Linked DNA regions of Ovis aries: region 2 is linked to region 1. The links are chromatin contacts, called in public Hi-C maps. All regions are on one chromosome and are shown on one strand. Each heading gives the region's core, a stretch centred on a gene start, on an enhancer-like site or on the middle of the called end of the contact. The rest is flanking DNA. Distances are from core to core; before and after follow the strand shown. Region 1 overlaps NAV2 (neuron navigator 2). Region 2 overlaps NAV2 (neuron navigator 2).

Region 1 (5,763 bases), core at 892-3,391:
TGGCTGCCCAGATTTTATCATCTCCCTTTTACAGTTGAGAAACCCAGGACCCCAGCATCACTTACCTAAGGCTGTAAGGGAAGTGGTGGGGCCAGATCATCTCACTGCAAGACAGGTGCTTTCTTCTCTGCTGATGTTGCTCAGCTGGCAAATATATCCCCAGCTCTCCCCTCTTCTCTCTACCCTCCTAATTATTATATTCTTATCAGCATGTCAGATATTTTAAAACCAAACAGAATGGAATGTTCTACTAGTTTCCTTTAGTCAGTGTGATCAGTTAGCCCCTACTATGCAGAGCTCTGTGGGCAGGAAGGCAAAAGAAGTAGAAAAAGATTTTTTGTGTGTGTGAACTTCTGGGAGTCTTACTGGTTTTCAGAATTGAGCATGTTTAAAATTTTAACTAGAAGGAAAGAAATCAATATTATTAAAAAAAACCAGAAGAAAAGAAAAAGATCCCAAAGGAATTTAAGATTTAACAAGGAGACAAACTTGACAGACAAATAAGGCAAATACCTCAAAATAAACAAGTACAAAATATATCATCATATAAGTTGTACACAGAACTATTGAAGCAGTGTGAGTGGTGAGCCTGGTGGGTTAATCATTGAAGGCTTCCTGGAAGAGGTGAGTTCATAAGCAAAGTTTGGAAAGGGAGAGATGGCAGAAAGGAGAGAGGAGAGCATTCCCCACAGGGGATATGTGATCTACATCCATATGAGGTACACCTTCAGTAAAAGGTTCTAGATTCTAGAAAGGAGACCCTCTCTTCCTGACCCATGGGTTGTGATAGAGCAGGAAAGTGTTTAAGACAGTTGCATTTAGTCCAAGTTATATCTGGTGTTAAAGCAAACAGGACTTGTGAGCCCCTCTCAAGCCACTGGTGGAGTTCTAAGACAATCCAAGTCCTCTGCTAACCTGAGTCAGAAAGGATCCACCTGTTTTTCACCTGTGGACATCTCACCCTTAGGATTCCAGACCGCACCTCTTCCTCATCGGCTGCATTGGAGTTAGTGGCAAGACGAAGTGGGACGTGCTTGATGGGGTGGTTAGACGGCTCTTCAAAGTAAGTGCTTCGTGGAGACAGCCACCCAAGTGGGGGCCTGGGCCTCGGGATAAGAAAGGGTGGTTTGTTCCCTGAACCTGGTCATTTTTTGGCCTGTGTCCCTTCTCCCACATTCTTCCGTTGCTGGGACTTATGCCTGGTTGTCAAGGGAACAGAAGGAGGATGCTAAGTACAGACTGGTGACAGGACCAACAGACGAGAATGCCTGCCCTTTGCAGAGGCTGGCCAGCCAGCGAGGGGCATTTCCCCAGCCTGGAACCATTGCACGAGCCTCTCAAAGTGAACTGCTAATGGCCACATTCTGTCTTCACCTTAGACTGTCCTGTTGGGTGTGTCTTGAACTGTGTGTCCTGAGTCCGGGGCCAAGACATCCCATTTCCACCCCTCATTTTGGTGAGGGGATCTAATCCACCTCGCCCAGTGTCCTGTGCCAACATTTCAGAGTGTGATTTGTGCTATGTGTGACATTGACCTCTGACCCACGGCTAGTGTCAAGGATGTTGGCACAGTTACTTTTCTGTTCGTTCTAATCACATCATTGGAGTGGGTGTTTGCCACAGGAGAAATAACTAATGAGCATCTAGGTGAACCTTGGTGTGTTGGTGATTTGAAAGAAGCTTTTAGTACATTTTTTGGTCTATTGCCCTAAAGTACGTCAATGACCAGAGTGTTCATTCATCACATCCCCAAGTATTAATAATAGCCCACATTTTTTGTGTGTCAGAGACCATATTGGTCTGATTGTTGGTCTGATTTCGAAATCTGACTTTTAACCTAGTATGCTCTAGTTTCCCAGCATCTAGACTGAGGTGGCACAGAGAAAATTCTGTCCTTGGACTCAAGCTTGCTTCCCATTTTGAGCAGACCAGTCTGCAGAAGTGAGACGGGGTAAAAGGCGGAAATGGCTTAGGGCAGACCATGCCTGCTGCCCCGGCCCGAACCTTGTCTCTGTTCATGGGCAGTTGGGACATCCTTGGACTAAAATGACCACAGATCAGGCTGAAAAGAGCCAGGGAGGTGTCACAGGTGAGAAGTGAGACCATTAAAGGTAGCAGCTTGTTATCAGGATTCCAGCTCAGTTGTTTGGCTACCACAGAGCCCACGGACTTTGTTCCAAGGTCATTGACCTAAAACCTCTCACTCACTCACCTAATCTGGAACACTTTCCAAATTAAACACGCGTTTGTTTATGTAAAATTCTAGAGCTGCTTTTTTTTTTAGCAGCCCGGAGTTTTGTTCCCTTTGTCATTTAGTATGGCCCTTGACCTGAGCCAAAAGAAGGGGCTGGTGGAGAGATTTCTTATCAGAATTTTCATGCATTTCATGCACTTCTTCATGCATTTTCCAGCCCCATTCACAGGCCCCAGTGTCTTTAAAACTTCAGCTGAACTTATAGGAAAAGCACCATAGCTTCCCTGCTTGGTTTATCCAGACTACACGTTCACCATCTTTTTAGGGTTTGCCACCCTCCCATCACTAGCCACATAAATCTGTGCTTTAAGGGGCCTGTGATGCGAGGACACCGCCCCCTCCATTGAAAGTCAGCTCTTCTGCCCCGCCATTCCACAGGTCAGTTTCAACTCAGGCATCAGCTGGGGAAGAGGAGAAGATGATCATAAATCACCCAACGAAAACGTGGGTCTTCCACAGATTTTTTTCCCACATCTTTGACGGGGTCTTTATTTGATTTTTTCCAGGAGTACATTGTCCACATTGACCCAGTGAGTCAGCTGGGGCTGAACTCAGACAGCGTCCTTGGCTACAGCATCGGGGACGTCAAGCGCAGCAACACCTCCGAGACCCCCGAGCTGCTTCCCTGCGGCTACCTGGTCGGGGAGAACACGACCATCTCCGTGGCAGTCAAAGGTAATCCGGCCACTTGCAGAGGGGGAGCTTCCAGAGTTGCACTTTTTGTTCTGTGACTTGGCACAGGAACCAGTGGCCAGGATTTCATTTGTGTGTGTGATTGTGGGTTGTATGTTGTTTTTCCCCTGCCACCACAGTTACACTTACCTAAGCAACAGTCTTCAGTGTTTTCAACCACCGTTGGAAACAAACGATTTTAGTTTATTGCTGAAATTACATAACAAGAGGTCCCATTAGCCTTATGACTCTGACATAATGGAATCTTAATGTTGAAATGGGGCTCTGCTGATACCTGTGAGTTACTCTTGCTGGCAAGCCTTGGACGCGGTCCCATTCTACAGATGGGAGGCCACAGGGCGCTGTGGCCAGGGAGGAGTCACTCAGAACAGCCCGAAGAAATGCTGAAGCTCCTGCCCACGCAAGATGCTACTCAAGCTGCTGATTGCCTCATCACCCAAAGAGGCTACACCTCAGGCCAAAGTGTATTCTCTGGAACTTCAGACTCACAGAGTATCTGGGGGGGGAGGGGGAGAAATTTCATGGCCAAATAATTGTTATTCCCATCTGAGTTTGGGGGTGGGGAACAGGAGCATATGGGTACTCTAAAGCCTCTGTCCTTTAATGTCCTGGGGCTTTGCTGGTGGCTGAGACAGTAAAGAATCCGCCTGCAATGGAGGAGACCCAGGTTCTATCCCTGGGTTGGGAAGATCCCCTGGAGAAGGGAATGGCTATCCACTCCAGTATTATTGCCTGGAAAATTCCATGGATAGAAGAGCCTGGTAGGCTACAGTCTATGGGGCTGCAAGGAGTTGGACACGACTAACACTTAACACTTTAATGTCCTGACTCTCTAACTGTTCAAAAGGCTGAATGATCCAATCTTATACAAATGCATATGACTGCAAAACCCCTTTTTCCTGTATTTTATGAACCACCTAAAGAAGAGATTGCTAAACACTGTTCTAAGCTCAAGCTTCACAGCATCTTATATCTTCCCCAGAAGGCACTGATTTTGACGGTAGTTTGGGGGCTGTTTGATGCAAACTTTGTTTCCTGGTTGGGAGGTTTTCCAAAAGCACCCAGCATTCTTCTTCAATAGGAAGGAAGGTCTTGCTTCTCTGGTGACAAGTAGCAGGTTCCTGTTTGAGCCACATACACAGCCTTATTTGTTAGCATTCATTCCACAATTGTGGCCTTGGGCTGCAGGTGACAGAAACCTACTCAAAAACTGGCTTTAGCCAAAAGGAAACACACAGGCTCAGGTACTTGGAAAATCCAGGCATGGACTTCAAGCACAGGTGGAACCAGGAGTTCCAGCAATGCCATCAGGACCAGGCTTACCTGGTTTTTATTGAGTTTTCTGCACCTGGCTGATCAATGGCCCTGACTCATCCTTCTAAGCTTAGGAAGCTTTTAAAAGAGGACAAGTGTAACAGGAAATTCTTAGGGGTGATTCTGGCCCGTGTGTGCATGCTAAGTCACTTAGTCATGTCCAACTCTTTTCAATCCCATGAACTATAACCCACCAGGCTCCTCTGTCCATGGGATTCTCCAGGCAAGAATACTGTAGTGGGTAGGCATGCCCTCCTCCAGGGGATCTTCCCAACCCAGTAATTGAAACTGCATCTCTTATGTCTCCTGCATTGGCAGGCAGATTCCTTACCACTAGCACTACCTGGGATTCTGGCCCACTGTGAATCACTCATCACATTACCAAACCAGTCACAGGGACCAGGGAGAGGCTTTGGCTCAGCCTGGTCACACACCCCCACCTTTGGTAGATGCAGGTGCTGGTCAGCCCTGCTTGGACAGCTGGAATGAACTCCCTACAAGAAAGACGAGCCCCACTGCAAGGAGAGGAGGGAGGGCTGCCAGGCACACCCTAACAGCAGCTGTCCACCCTGAGAACCCTTTAAGGAAAGCCTGATACGCCATGACCTTAAATTGCCTTTCATCCACGCTGGTGAGCAGGTGAACACTGGAAATGCTGACAGGGAAAAGGAGTGACCCGTTACTTAGATCAGACCAAACCTCTATAGAAACAGTGGCAGGATTATCTGCCTCCCAAACGGGCCACCCCACTATGGAGTTGCAGCTGGTACTCTCAGCGCAGGAGGTTGTTTCAGCATCTCCAGGGGTCAGCTCGGGTTTGTTTTTAAGTGATACCTGACTCTTCTGTGTTTCCCTTTAGTGCCTGATGCTTAGGCCTTCAAGGCACTAAAAACCACCAAAGGATTTGAGCTGAAAGAGATCCGTGAACTGCAGATGATTCACTTCAGTGGTACTCAGGCAGGGGCTGTCTCTGAAGTGAGTTCGTCTGCAAAGTACTCACTCCCGTGGAGTTTATGGCAAGAGGCTGAAACAGCACCGAAGAGCAGAGAGAGGGGTTTCAGTGTGTTTTAATCCCTGCCCTGTGTTTGTTGTTAAGTTTAGACAGGAGACCCCACCCTTCCCCCATACTTTGCATCAAGCTCTGAGCCAATGTAGGCTCTTTTGAGACCAGTTTTAGGAAGGTTTTAGACCTGTACCCAGATGTCATTTGGGATCTTTCATCAGGGTGATTTGGTTTTTGTTTTGTCTCTAAGTTGTGTCCAACTCTTTTTGAAACCCCATGGACTGTAGCCCACCAGGCTCCTCTTACCCATCGGATTTCCCTGGGCAAGAATACTAGAGTAAAAAACGAGTACTGGAGTGGGTTGCCGTTCCCTTCTCCAGGGGATCTTCCCAGCCCAGGGATCGAACCCACATCTCTCGTGTCTCCTGCATTGCAGATGGATTCTTTACCACTGAGCCACCAGGGAAGCCAGTTCCAGAATAGTCACTGCATTTAGCTG
Region 2 (5,763 bases), core at 1,315-3,814, 130 kb before region 1:
TGGGCTCTGATAGTCTTCGGCATATCTGTAATAGTACTGACAGCGTCACACCAGAATTATTACAAATATATCATGTGTGTATCAAATCAAACCAGGCATCCATACAAAACATGTTTTCAGATTGTTTCGGCACATTGATTATGAGACACGGACAAAGCCCATGCCTGTTACCAGCTCTTAGAGGTCGAAGTCCAGTCTGTCTTGGGGTCCCCCTGTCGGCATTGGCTAGCACGGTGCCTGTTTCATAGTAAGTGACCAGTCGACACTCACTGACTAAAGGCTACAGGGATCTTCAGCGAAACAAGAGCGGTCACAGGCCTCTGAGAGAAGATGCGCCTCAGGTTGAGGCCCCTTGAACTTGATGCCCTGGCCACGTGGTCTTCCTTTCCGTGGCTCTATCTGTTCCAAACCTGTGCCTCCCTCGATCCCAGCGAGCTGGACATCGACAGTGCAAGGGAAAGAAAGTGCCAAGGCCATACTCTGTGGGGACGGGAGCGGAGGTGCCCTGTTCCTCTCTTCCTTCAGAGACCATCATGGGACAAATGACGGAAGCGTTTCTCATCAAGTCAGCATAGGATACAGCCGGGCTCTTCTCTGCTAAATGTTTCTCTTGGTCTTTGCAGGCCAGACCTGAAGGCACCTTGACAGGCTGTTGTTCCTGGCAAACTGATAGGAAAGGACGCCAAAACACTCCTTTTGGCCAAAATGCACGGAGCCAAGATAAACAGTTTTAGGTGAGGCTGTCCTGATAGGGGCATGATAGGGTCCAGCCAGATGCGGCAGGTGCCTCTGAGACTCGAAAAGGTGGGCTCGTGCTTCTCCAGGTTGATCCCTCTGAAGTGATCTTGGTTTTGGGGTTCCTGGGAGGCTTGGAAGTTCCAAGTCTCCCGTCGGACACTGGTCAGGTCTCAGTGATATTCGGGAGGCTGAACCACCATGGAAGGGTGGAGACTGCTCTCTAGACAGATCTGTAGGGCCTTGGGCAAACCACTTGTCCCTAATGCCCTGCATTCCTTTTATAAACACTCACACATCAAAAATCCAGGGACCTCCCTGGAGGGCCAGTGGTTAGGACTCTTTACTTTCAGTGGGAAGGGCACAAGTTCAATCCCTGGTTAGGGAACTGAGATTTTGCAAGTCATGTGATATCAAAAAAAAAAAAAAAAAATGGTGCTCCAGCATGAATCCATGGGCCCAGGGTAGCCCATTGTGTTAGTGGTGGAACTGGGCCAGGTCCCAGTCTTTCAGCCTCTCTGTTCTTCCCTACTTCCCTTGGTGTTTCCTCACTTCCCTTGGTGATTTGTACAAGTCTTAGCAGTGCATGAATTCACAGAAACCAGGAATGCGTGGCCCCTTCTGATATTTTCCTTGGTGTTAAAATTCATAGGCAAACCCTGTGACCCGTTTCCCTGGGCAGAGTGAGCGAGCACGGGGGGTCGTGCAGCGGGCAGGATTCATTTCCCGAAGTGTCGCTGAGCACATGCCAGCTCTCCTCACCTGGCTGTGACATCATCTGACCCGGGCGGTGCTGCGGACTGGTGGCTCTGGCTACCAAGATGAGTTGTCTGTCCCCAGTGGCTGGGGCGGCATCGCTTTTGAGCACGTCTTCTTCCCCACACCGCAGACTTGCTTGATTTACTGAGTGTGGACAATAACTCAGCCCTTGTAGGCAGCTGAGCAGGCAGTTTAATCAGAGGAGAAAGAACAGTTGAGCTCAGGACATGGTGAAAGTAGAGAAATTCTCCAGCTTCCCAAGCCTGCTCACACCACTGTTGGTGTCAGTGACGATAGATTTAGCAGGCAGAGAACAGAATGCAAAAAAAGGTTTCCTGGAGAACAGCCCCGTGGAGAAATGAAGTGTGGTCCAACTTTGACATGGGCAGCTCAGACCGTTACTCGTAAGAGCAAATGTTGGCCTAGTAATTTATGGGGAAGAGAGAGGGGGAAGAGAGGGGGGAGAGGGGTGCCTTGTCTTCTCAGGAACTGGGTCCCGACTGCTTGGGAAATTCCTAGCTTGCTTTGAGATTTGATCCCTTCCCACTCCCACCCCCGACCACAGAATCCTGCGGGGAAGGAAGGGGAGAAGTGAATGAAAGTGGGTGCTCTGGGGAGAAGAAAACCCTCTGGAGGGGCCGCCCACCGCCTGCTCGCCCATCCTCAGCGACATCCTCCCATGCATGGGCTCCCCTGGGCCTGGAAACCCTTCCTGGGCCTGCCTTCTGGGGAGGCTCCAGGCAAAAGGCAGTAAAATGCCATTTAAAAAGTGTTTATGGAGTTTGTTGTGTACTGGAGACCGTGCCGAAGACAGGAAGGCTGAGGGAAACGAATGAGACACAGAGCATCCCCGAGGATGCTCACAGAACAGGCGGGTGACAGGTCAGTGTCAGGACGGGGGAGCTCCGGAGAAGGGAAGCAGCGCCTTCCAAGAGGACAGTGAGCGGAGATGAGTGTGTGCTGTGAGCTGGGACCCATGGCGTGAAGGCCAGCCTAGCTGCTCTGCTCTGGGCTTGGTGCCCTGGAGCACGCTCCCGGGCCCGTCTCAGAGCTCTTGTGTGGCTTCAGTGAGTTCATGCCCGTGAACTTGGCCCAGAGTCTGCCGGCTGCATGGACAGAGCACTCAGCACTGTGTTTGGTGTCCCCCACCAGCAGCAGTGATAGCACCTTCAGGACCCGTGAGCTGAGCCTTGAAGGATAAGCAAGCAGCCAGGCAGACGGAGGTCAAGAACAAAGGCATGAAGACATATGGGTGCCGGGCGTAGTTCTGTAAGGGTGGTGCCTTGTTTGGGGGTGGGTTGGCTGGAGATTCAAGACTGGCGGGGGTGGGCTCAGGCCAGGAGCTCTGCGTCCAGGGAGGGGTGACGCAGCTCTGGGTAAGGCCAAGGCCCCAGGAATGGGCACATGGAGTCAGAGAGACTCTCTTCTAAAACTCTGCCTGACCTGGGGGCATGGAGATGCCAGAGAGTCAAGGTCAGCTCCCAGGCTCCGGCCTGCGCTGCACTGTCTGAAATAGCTGATGTCTGTCCATCCTTTGCCAGCTTGCCCTCTTGCCTCTTGGCACCGCTCACTGCCCTTAGACTGTCTCAGGCCTGCAGGCCACCCCCGGACCAGGGCCGGCTGAGTGTTTCAGCACTTTAGGAAAACTCCACTCCCACAGCCTTCCAGTTCTTGCCCGGAGGAAGCTCCGGGCCCAAGGGGGAGGCTGACCTGTGCTCAACAGTTAAGTCTAACCCAAGACAGATGGTGGTAAATGTTCACATTGGGAGGCACGATGTGGGGGGTCTGACAATAGGGCAGGCCCCGAGGGGACCTCTTCTGTTCTCACTTTCTTCTCTGGGGAACGGGCTTCCCTCATCTACAGATGAGAATATTAACGTCTGGAGTTGCGGTGACCAATTGAATGAGGTGACACGCGCACTGCTGCTAGACCCTTCCAAACCCTTCTCGTAATAGTGATGGTGTTGCCCAGATTAAATGGGATAGGATGCACGTATAATACCCATTTCAGGGCCTGGTGCGGGGTAACAGTACGTACTATATCCCATTCCCTTCTTCCCTTCTGTTGGAACAGACTTCCTGCCCTTCACAGGGCTCTTTGTTGGTGAGCATCATCAACGCAGCCGCTTTGGCCTTACTCAGATCAGCCCCACCTATCCAACCAAGGGAAAGTGTCCATTAATCTGTGCTGCAAAGAGACTCCATTTTTAATTATTTCAAGTCAACAAGTTTTTTAACAGGGGTCTCCTCTGTCCCAGGCTTTGCTCTGGGGTGTCTGACTGACAGGATCAGTTCTCAGGCTGACCATTTGGTACGCCTTCTTTTGCGATCTCACTTTTGATCGATATAGATCCTTCGTCAGGATAAAGCAGGGACTGTGAGCTCACAGTTACCAAAGGATGCTTACACATGCAGGGAAAACAAATGCCAGCTCTGCAGCCCTCGATGGATGATGGAGTAGGAGCTAGTGTATATCACACATCTTCTGTGTGCCAGGTACTATATATAACCCCTGAACTTTATAGGAGGTTTTCATTTTACTGATAAAAATGAAGAGCCAAGAGGCTAATTGTTAACTTGGTTGCTTGTAAGCGCATGAACGAGATTTGTAACAGATGGCTGCCCTTCTCTTCTTTCCCTTCGTGTGCCGGCATTTCATTAAGATCTCGGTTCCTCTGTTTCTCCGAGCAGAGTATTTTCTGCTTCTCCAGGACTGCCTTCTCTGATAGAGTCTGCAGGCACCTCTTGCTCTACTCTGTGTTTTGCAAAGATGCCTTTTTTTTTTTAAAATGTGTTCATTCGTTTACTTACTTTTGGCCGTGCTGCGTCTTCCCTGCAGTGCGTGGACTTTCTCCAGTTGCGATGAGCAGGGGCTACTCTCTAGTTGTGATCCACGGGCTTCTCATTGTGGTGGCTTTTCTTGCTGCGGAGCACAGGCTCCACGGTGAGCCGGCTTCAGCAGCTGCAGCACGTGGGCTCGGGAGTTGCGGCTCACGGGCTCCAGAGGGCGGGCTCTGTAGTTGTGGCACATGGACCGAGCTGCCCTGTGTATGTGGAATCTTTCCAGACTAGGTATCGATCCTGCATTGGCAGGCAGATTCTTGAACAGTGGGCCACCAGGGAGATCTGCATGCGTACCTTGAATGGAGAGATTATGTCACAGGTAGAACTGAAGGTCCTCTGTTTTTCCTGTTTAGCCTTTGCATGGCTCTTGTCTAGAAAACCCAGTCGTATTTATCTTTGTCTTCAGCTTTTAGAGCACCGAAAGCACCCTTTCCAGCTACTTTTCAAGGGCCAGCAGCTACAGAGTGGTTCTACAGATTTATGATGGCAAGGTTGGAGGCCACCAAGTTCGAGTTGAGGTAAAGATGAAAAGAACCATTTGGATGAGGTTGGGAGTATTTTGGCCCTAAAATAGACCATATGTGCCTGAACTGAGATCAAGATAAGAAATTGAAATTTTGCTGGGAACTCATGATCCTCTCACCATGCTGCTCTGGAGACATGGTTGAATGGAAGAAACTCTAGATTCGTGGTCAGAAGATCTGACTTTCATATTCCTTGCTTGCCAGCTGTGTGACCTTGGCGAATCGGCTTCCTTTTCTAAGCCTGTTTCCCACTTATTGAGCGACAGGCTGCCTCTTCAGTGTACATAGGAAAGGAGATAGTGTTTCAAAAGTGTTTGGCACATACGGAACGGTTGTTCCTTTTGGGGTTTTGGAATCATTGCCTCTATTTGCTTTCCTGCTCTTTTATCCTACTTAGAATGTTAATTAAGATGAGGTAATACCATTTCTTATTCTTGAGCACGATAGCCAGATACATGCTAAGTGGGTGAGAGTCTGTCTGTGTATTAGGGTTTGTCAGAGGGAAAAATGATGTTGCATCTCAAGCCCAAAGACAGCCTAGAGGCGGAATTTCCTCTTCTCTGGGAACATCTGTCTTTTATTCTCTTTTGACTTTCAATGGATTAGATGAAGCCCACCCATATTTTGGAGCATAATCTACTCTACTCAAAGTTTACTAGTTTAAATGTTGATCCCCTCTAAAAAGCAGCTTCACAGCAGTATCTAGGCTAATATTTCCCCAAGTATCTACGTATCACAGCCTAGCCAGGTTGACCCATAAAATTAACCAGTACAGTCTGCCAGCAGGCTATGTAGTGTGATCAGTAGGAATGAGTCATCTGGGTCAGGAGGCGGCTTACCTGTGGTCTAGAGACAAAGAGCAACACAGCTTGTAGAAACATCTGTGAGGGCTCGAGGCTAA

The links. A called contact is a pair of places that touch in the nucleus more often than the background predicts.
Region 2: a Hi-C map of liver shows a contact between it and region 1, with 6 times the contacts expected there. The contact joins two enhancer-like sites. A contact is called at or near these places in 9 of 16 Hi-C or Micro-C datasets (hypothalamus, liver, mesenteric adipose tissue and 5 more).

The regions. Positions count from the first base shown.
Region 1 is chr21:22,365,794-22,371,556 of ARS-UI_Ramb_v3.0, reverse strand. NAV2 (neuron navigator 2) reads left to right here. Exons shown (of 40, transcript XM_060403976.1): 32 at 968-1,063; 33 at 2,761-2,929. Among named protein-coding and RNA genes, the nearest start is that of DBX1, 66 kb to the right of the region's middle. Within about 2 kb of position 2,141, at least 3 of the 54 cell types and tissues checked have an H3K27ac peak or open chromatin away from gene starts, as enhancers often do. A contact at or near this core is called in liver, where this site is marked.
Region 2 is chr21:22,496,827-22,502,589 of ARS-UI_Ramb_v3.0, reverse strand. All of the region lies in intron 12 of NAV2 (neuron navigator 2), which reads left to right. Among named protein-coding and RNA genes, the nearest start is that of DBX1, 200 kb to the right of the region's middle. Within about 2 kb of position 2,564, at least 5 of the 54 cell types and tissues checked have an H3K27ac peak or open chromatin away from gene starts, as enhancers often do. A contact at or near this core is called in liver, where this site is marked.